2 separate regions of the Mus musculus genome follow, and region 2 is linked to region 1. The links are chromatin contacts, called in public promoter capture Hi-C maps. All regions are on one chromosome and are shown on one strand. Each heading gives the region's core, a stretch centred on a gene start, on an enhancer-like site or on the middle of the called end of the contact. The rest is flanking DNA. Distances are from core to core; before and after follow the strand shown. Region 1 overlaps Cpq (carboxypeptidase Q). Region 2 holds the start of Tspyl5 (testis-specific protein, Y-encoded-like 5).

Region 1 (3,233 bases), core at 340-2,839:
AACATGGAAACAGAGCTTCTTCTGGAATAATAGAATCCTGGGTTCTGTTTCTTTCATCTCTGCTTAGATTCTTCTGTAGCCTCTAAGATGACTATGAATGATTTTACAGATTGTATAATCTCAAAGGAAATAAACTCTGGAGAAAACTAATTTTAGTAGTCTGGTGTCAAGATCTTCTCAAACCAATAGAGAGTCTTTTACTGAGATAGTAATGTCACGTGATGTAATAGGTACTCTCTTACACTGCTTCCCTTCAGTCACAGGAGGTAGGCATGTTATCGAGTCATGTGTGAAGAAATTTAGACTTCCACAACTGGTATCTGGGCTTAAGCCCATATTCCTTACTGTTCCAGTTTTAGGGACACATCATAGACAGTGGCCAGAAATTATGCTTATGTTAGTTTAAGAAAATATCTGTGCCATTCTTAAAAGATGAAAGTTTTGGTGCTCCAAGAAAATAAATCCAAGTTTCTGGTGCTTATAAAGCCACCACAGCATGTGATAAAGATGGTGACAGTATTAATGGTTTGGAGGAGCTCCACCCTCAGGTACACACCCCTTCCTGCCATCAAGCAAGTAGCACACAAGGATATATGGCAAGTGAATTTCAGTTGGCTAAATGTCTAAGCAACATTCAGAAGAGGGGCAGAGTGGCAAACAGGGTGAAAATGTATGAAAGACACCCAACTAAAACAAAACTCTGCTTAGATACAAGCCCTACTGCTCTTAGTGAATGTAATGGTTTACTATACAAACTGTATTGTCCTAAAGTCCTAAGAACTTCATTTACATTGTCTGAATTCTTATAACCTTGTGAGTCAAGAATCACTAACATGATATGAGAGATTAAAAAGAACCTGGAAGAGAATAAAAATATTGTCAAAACACACAGAAAATAAGGAAATGAACACCAGTTTACACCTAGATTTGCAACTACAGAGTCCATTCTTTGAAGTAAACACATTGATAGCCTACCTCTCTCAGGCAGAGGAAGTGCAAAGAAAATAAGAAAACTCAGTCTGCCCTTTGTAACCTTCCCAATCTGTTCGCTAGTGCCAAAGCAGGTCCTTTACCACCACCCTAGAAATCTTGTTGTGAGGCTCCCTCCTGGAGAAAACATCACTGAAAGAGGGTACCTGTGGGTCTTCATCACAGGTGTAGAGAGCCTTGGCTGTGAAGACAGGGAAATCACATATGCAAGGCAGCTTCCCTGTCTGGCAAAGTCTGTCACTGAATACAGTTTCAAGATTCTGGCAAGCTTCTGTGTATCTGGAGCTGATATGTGGCTTAATTCTCATAAGCCAAAAACCCAGCCAGCACAGACTTTGAAGCAACAAACCACCTTGGATCAGAATACCTTAGAAGGAAAATGCTTGTCAGCCACACTTAGGCAACTTGGCATCTGCTTGTTGGAGGTTTGGATGAGTTTTTAACCTGGAAATCATTAGCAGTTGCTTATGCCCTATGAAACATCAGGCAAGTGCCTAGCCACACAACAGTTTCATCAACAGACATTCTAACTGAGACTTTTATAGTTTCAGTTTTTCCAGTTGGTAGACTTTGCCTTTCTCTGACATAATTACAAGTTCCATATTTTTGCCCTAAGGCAAAAATGTAAATCATTTCCTGGTATACCACAACTTCCCAGTATGAACTATAAAAGGCAAAGCTTCATAGCATTTCAAATTGAAAACATCAGTTTCCTAAATGTGTGCATCATTATGTTGTTTACCAATGAAAATTTGCTGGTTCAAGTCCAGTTCCTATGTATTTCAGGCAAATGCTTGCTGGCATGGAGCAGAAGCTGGGCAGTATAGCCTGCAACTTGCCAAGTTTTTCTTCTCTTTAGGTCCCCTATGAGTTCCTTCAGAACTTTTTATGGGACTCCAGATACTGTTTCTAATACCTCATAAGCAACAGGAGCTATACTGGTCTTTGTTAGTTGAGTCCTTCTTGGGGCTCTAGGAAAACCAAGCCTCTTCTCATTAGTGTTACAAAATTGCCACTGAACCCTCTCCAGATCAATTGGGGAAACAGGATGTAATAAAGTCAGACAAACCTCTGCTAAAATCTTCACCCCTTCACTGACAGTCCTATACAAACTCCTTCACTACTCTGAACCTGTATTTTCTTCTCCATCAAGTGAGAATCTTTTTACAGACCTGCAGTTCTAGTGACATGGGATTTTAATATTCATTAGCATAGAGTAGATGGGCACTAAATGTTATCTCTATTGACTTTCTCTGTCCTTATCCTTGTGAAACCTAGTTCTATGTCTGACAGTAGGCGTCTTCAGATTTATAGGGTTATAGAAAGGAGAACAATGCTTAAAATCACAGCTCAGGAAATCAAAAGAAATGAAGCCATCTTAAAAACCATGGTGTTGGGCTGCAGAGATAATTTTTTTTTTTTTTTGTGACAAGCACTTGCTGACCTTGCAGAAGACATTGTTTCAGTTCTCAGCACTCACATCATGTGGCTCAGAGCTGCTTATAACTCCAATTCCAGGGGATCTAATGCCCTCTTCTGGCCTCCATGGCCTATAGTATATATATACAGACACTCAGGTGCATATACAAATAAAATATCAGTTTTTAATGATGTGTTGAACATATTCATTGGCCCAATTCAATACACACTGAAGGGATTCATGCAATTAGGACCTGGGGATTTAAATCCAGGGAAAGTTGGTTGCAAATGCAGCTACACCATGATTTGCTGTGTTCCTGACAAAGTTATCCAAACTCTTTAAGGCATAGTTTCCTTGTGTTAAGTTAGGAGGTGATAGTCATGCCTCTTTTGCAGGGTTATTAAGAGTATTATGTAAGATATACCTGGATGGCCAATACAATGGCTAGCACCATGTAAATAATCAGAGATCAAATGACTGTAACACTGATAGGAAGCATGTGCTGGCCAAAGTAGCTAAAGACATGGCTGCACACTCACATTTGCACAACATGTGAATTTCTGATAGCCACTAGCATTTCGTGGTCACTCAAGTACTGTCACTCTCAGATTCCTCCTAGAAGAAAAGAGGATAAACCCTCAACATTCTTCATAGCATTTATTAGGGAATGAAATAAAATTATTGGGTGTAAAAGCCTCCTTTGAAAGATGTAGTTTAAAACTCTTAGAAAGTATTATTAGAATATACAATGCTATAGTAGTGCTAATATTGAATAATCATAGAGTCCTTAAATTCAACCAAAGAGTGAAGTGGTCTGAATGGA
Region 2 (3,239 bases), core at 501-3,000, 500 kb before region 1:
CCAGTGCCTGACAAACACAGAGGTGGATGTTCTCAGCCAACTATTGGACTGAGCACAGGATCCACAATGAAGGAGCTAGGGAAAGTACCCAAGGAGCTGAAGGGGTTTGCAGCCCCATAGGAGGAACAACAATATGAACCAACCAGTACCCCCAGAGTTTCCAGGGACTAAACCACCAACCAAAGAGTATACATGGACAGACCCATGGCTCCAGCTGCATATGTAGCCGAGGATGGCCCTGTGGCATATCAATGGGAAGAGAGACCCTTGGTCCTGTGAAAATTCAATGCCCCAGTGTAGGGAAGAATTCAATGCCAGAATAGGGAAGCAGGAGTGGGTGGGCTGGTAAGCAGGTGGGTAGGAGGGATGGGATAGGGGGAAACAAGGAAAGGGTATAACATTTTAAATGTAAATAAAGAAAATATCTAAAATAAATAAAAATAAAAGCTGGCCGAGAGCTTGTTAACATTTAGTTGCTGATCTAGTAGTTCTTGTGCACCTTGAGCAAGCTTCCATATCCTGCCCAACGGCTAGGCTTACTTCTCTGTTTTTCACTGCAAGGGTGTTGTGGTGTTTGAACCTGGAAGATCCACTCAGAAAGTTTCTCTTCACATTTGTCATGCATTCCCTCAGTACTCATGGTGCTGTAGCCCTGCTATAGGATATGAGGTTTCTTTAGGAGTGCCAGACAGGTTTTCTGGCTGATTCTCTGTAGGCTATGAAAAATTTCTAGGGCTCCCTCCCTCACTACTCCTGTAAACCCTCTGTCTCAAAAATCTCACCTGGAAATCCTTCTCTACTCCTAGAATGGTATTTTTATTCTATGTGTGTCCTATCCCAATTACAGGAGCTTGGACTCAGGCCTGTTATTTCTGGCTCTGGACTGGGATTCACAGCGTTACTCTGTGTAGACCTGAGGCAGCTGGAGGATTTGTGCCTAGGCAAGGAGTTTGGAATTTGTTAACATGCTGAACAGCTTAGGAGTCACCATAGCCATTTGCAAAGGGCCAACAGATTATGGTAGCATGGTAACATAATTAGGCCAAGCCTTTTTCTCCTTCGCTGTATAGTCTCCAGAATGTTCCTTAGTATCCCTCTCCTCTCCACCTGCTCTTCCTCCTCCTCACTAAGGACTGAATCCTCCTCCTCACTAAGGACTGAATCCAGGACTTCCCACATGCTGAGTAACTGTTTTATCACTGAGATGTAACTAACACCAGCCCTCAGTTGCCATTTTATCAGGAAACTGGGAACAAGAATACCTCCTTCAAGAACAGAGATAATGTAAAATTAGTATTCAGTAAAATGCCTTGTATGTTACTTTTTTATTCTTTCTAAGTCATTTTACATAAATATTATGGTTCTGGCTTTCACATTCCCTAGAGTTGAATCGTTGGGACAAATCTTACAGTAGAATAATTATGTAATGAGACAGACATGCCGATGACCAATTAATTATGAGAGATGTCACAGAAAATAACAGAAGAGGAAAAATACTTAGAAAATTGATGGAGACGGTAGTGGGTGCCTTTACGATGTCACTGTAGGAGCAATGGCTCTGTCTTATGAACCCCTGGGGACACGCTTGCTATCAATGATAGGAGATGAGTCAGCAACACTACCAAGGCCAAGCACAGGTGGAAACTAACTTTCTAACTGCAAAATAAGACTAAGGGCGTGTAGCATGTGAGGGTGGGCTGGTACGCAGCCGCTGAGCGGAGCCAATCACTGGGTGCAGTGGGTCCTGCCGTGGTGACGTCACGGTTGCCATGGAGAGGCCAGCTTCGTAGAGACCCTGGGCTGGTAGCGGCTTTGAAACCTTGTTCTCTGGCACCATGAGCGGACGGAGTAGGGGTCGAAAGTCTTCCCGCGCCAAAGGCCGGGGCAAAGGCCGGGCCAGAGCCCGGGTCCGGGCCGCTGCGGAAGACGCCTGGCACGACGAAAAGCCACCACAGAGCCCGCGGCTCGGGGAGGACTCCGCGGCCGCGCAGGTGCAGGCCGGCGCAGCTCAAGGAGGCGCCGAACCAGCCGAGCTGCGGGAAGAGGCGGCCTGCCGCCTCCCGCTGGACTGCGGCCTGGCGTTGCGGGCTCGGGCTGCAGACGAGCGCGGGCTGGCGGCCCCTGATCCGGACCTGGAGAGGGCCCGTTCCCTCGCCGAGCGCCTGACCAGCGACACCAGCTTCGTGGGAACCGTGGGAGCCTTGGCGAAGCTGCGACGCGGCTCCCGCATTGGAAATCGGCGAGTCCCCGGGAGGAAGGCCCCAGATACTCGGAGCGCCACGGGGAGGGGACCTCAGGCCACAGTTAGTGGGAAGCCGAAGATGGCCTCTGCGGGGTTGTGCGCCGCTGCTCCAGTGGGGGAGGAAAAAAAGATGACAGAGAAGCATGCTGGGGCAGGGTCTCCCGCGACAGTGGGCAGCATGGATACCCTAGAGACGGTCCAGCTAAAGCTAGAGACCATGAATGCACAGGCTGACAGGGCATATCTCAGGCTTTCACGCAAGTTTGGCCAGTTGCGACTTCACCACTTAGAGCGCCGGAACCTCCTCATCCAGAGCATTCCGGGCTTCTGGGGGCAAGCTTTTCAGAACCATCCCCAGCTGTCAGCTTTTCTGAATACCAAAGATAAGGAGGTATTGAGCTATTTGAACAGACTGGAGGTGGAAGAACTTGGCCTTGCCAGGTTGGGCTACAAAATCAAGTTCTACTTTGGCCGAAACCCCTATTTCCAAAACAAGGTGCTCATTAAGGAATATGGCTGTGGTCCATCCGGTCAAGTGGTGTCTCGTTCAGCTCCAATCCAGTGGCTCCCAGGCCATGATCTACAATCCCTAAGCAAGGAAAACCCAGAAAACAATGGTAGCTTCTTTGGGTGGTTTTCAAATCACAGCTCTATTGAGTCTGACAAGATTGTTGAGATAATTAATGAGGACCTGTGGCCCAATCCTCTACAGTACTACCTGATCAGTGAAGAAGCCCGTGGAGAGAAAGGAAAGGAAGAAAGGCCAGGTCCAGCAAAACTGAGCCCTGCACCTGCAGTGAGGCAGCCCAACTGATCCGACACAGATCTCCCTACCACCTCTTGCTGGACCTGTTAGGCTGACCACGTGGGTTTGGTTGTCTGCCTTCTGTTCATACCATACATGGTAGCCACTTTGGACTTATCTTCAAGAATGTGACATTTGTGATAATATTCTCTGCTTCCCCATGACCTCACCTTGTCACAATAGTGTTGCATG

What was found. Promoter capture Hi-C pulls out the DNA fragments that hold promoters and counts their contacts.
Region 2: a contact with region 1 is called in a promoter capture Hi-C map of the 3T3-L1 cell line, with 4 times the contacts expected there. The contact joins the promoter of Tspyl5 here to the enhancer-like site in region 1. A contact is called at or near these places in 12 of 39 promoter capture datasets (the 3T3-L1 cell line, cranial neural crest, embryonic stem cells and 6 more).

The regions. Positions count from the first base shown.
Region 1 is chr15:33,182,442-33,185,674 of GRCm38.p6, reverse strand. The region is part of intron 1 of Cpq (carboxypeptidase Q); the gene reads right to left. Among named protein-coding and RNA genes, the nearest start is that of Cpq, 100 kb to the right of the region's middle. Within about 2 kb of position 1,589, at least 19 of the 459 cell types and tissues checked have an H3K27ac peak or open chromatin away from gene starts, as enhancers often do.
Region 2 is chr15:33,686,394-33,689,632 of GRCm38.p6, reverse strand. Tspyl5 (testis-specific protein, Y-encoded-like 5) reads left to right here and starts at 1,750. Exons shown (of 1, transcript NM_001085421.1): 1 at 1,750-3,239. The coding sequence starts at 1,836. The coding sequence ends at 3,056.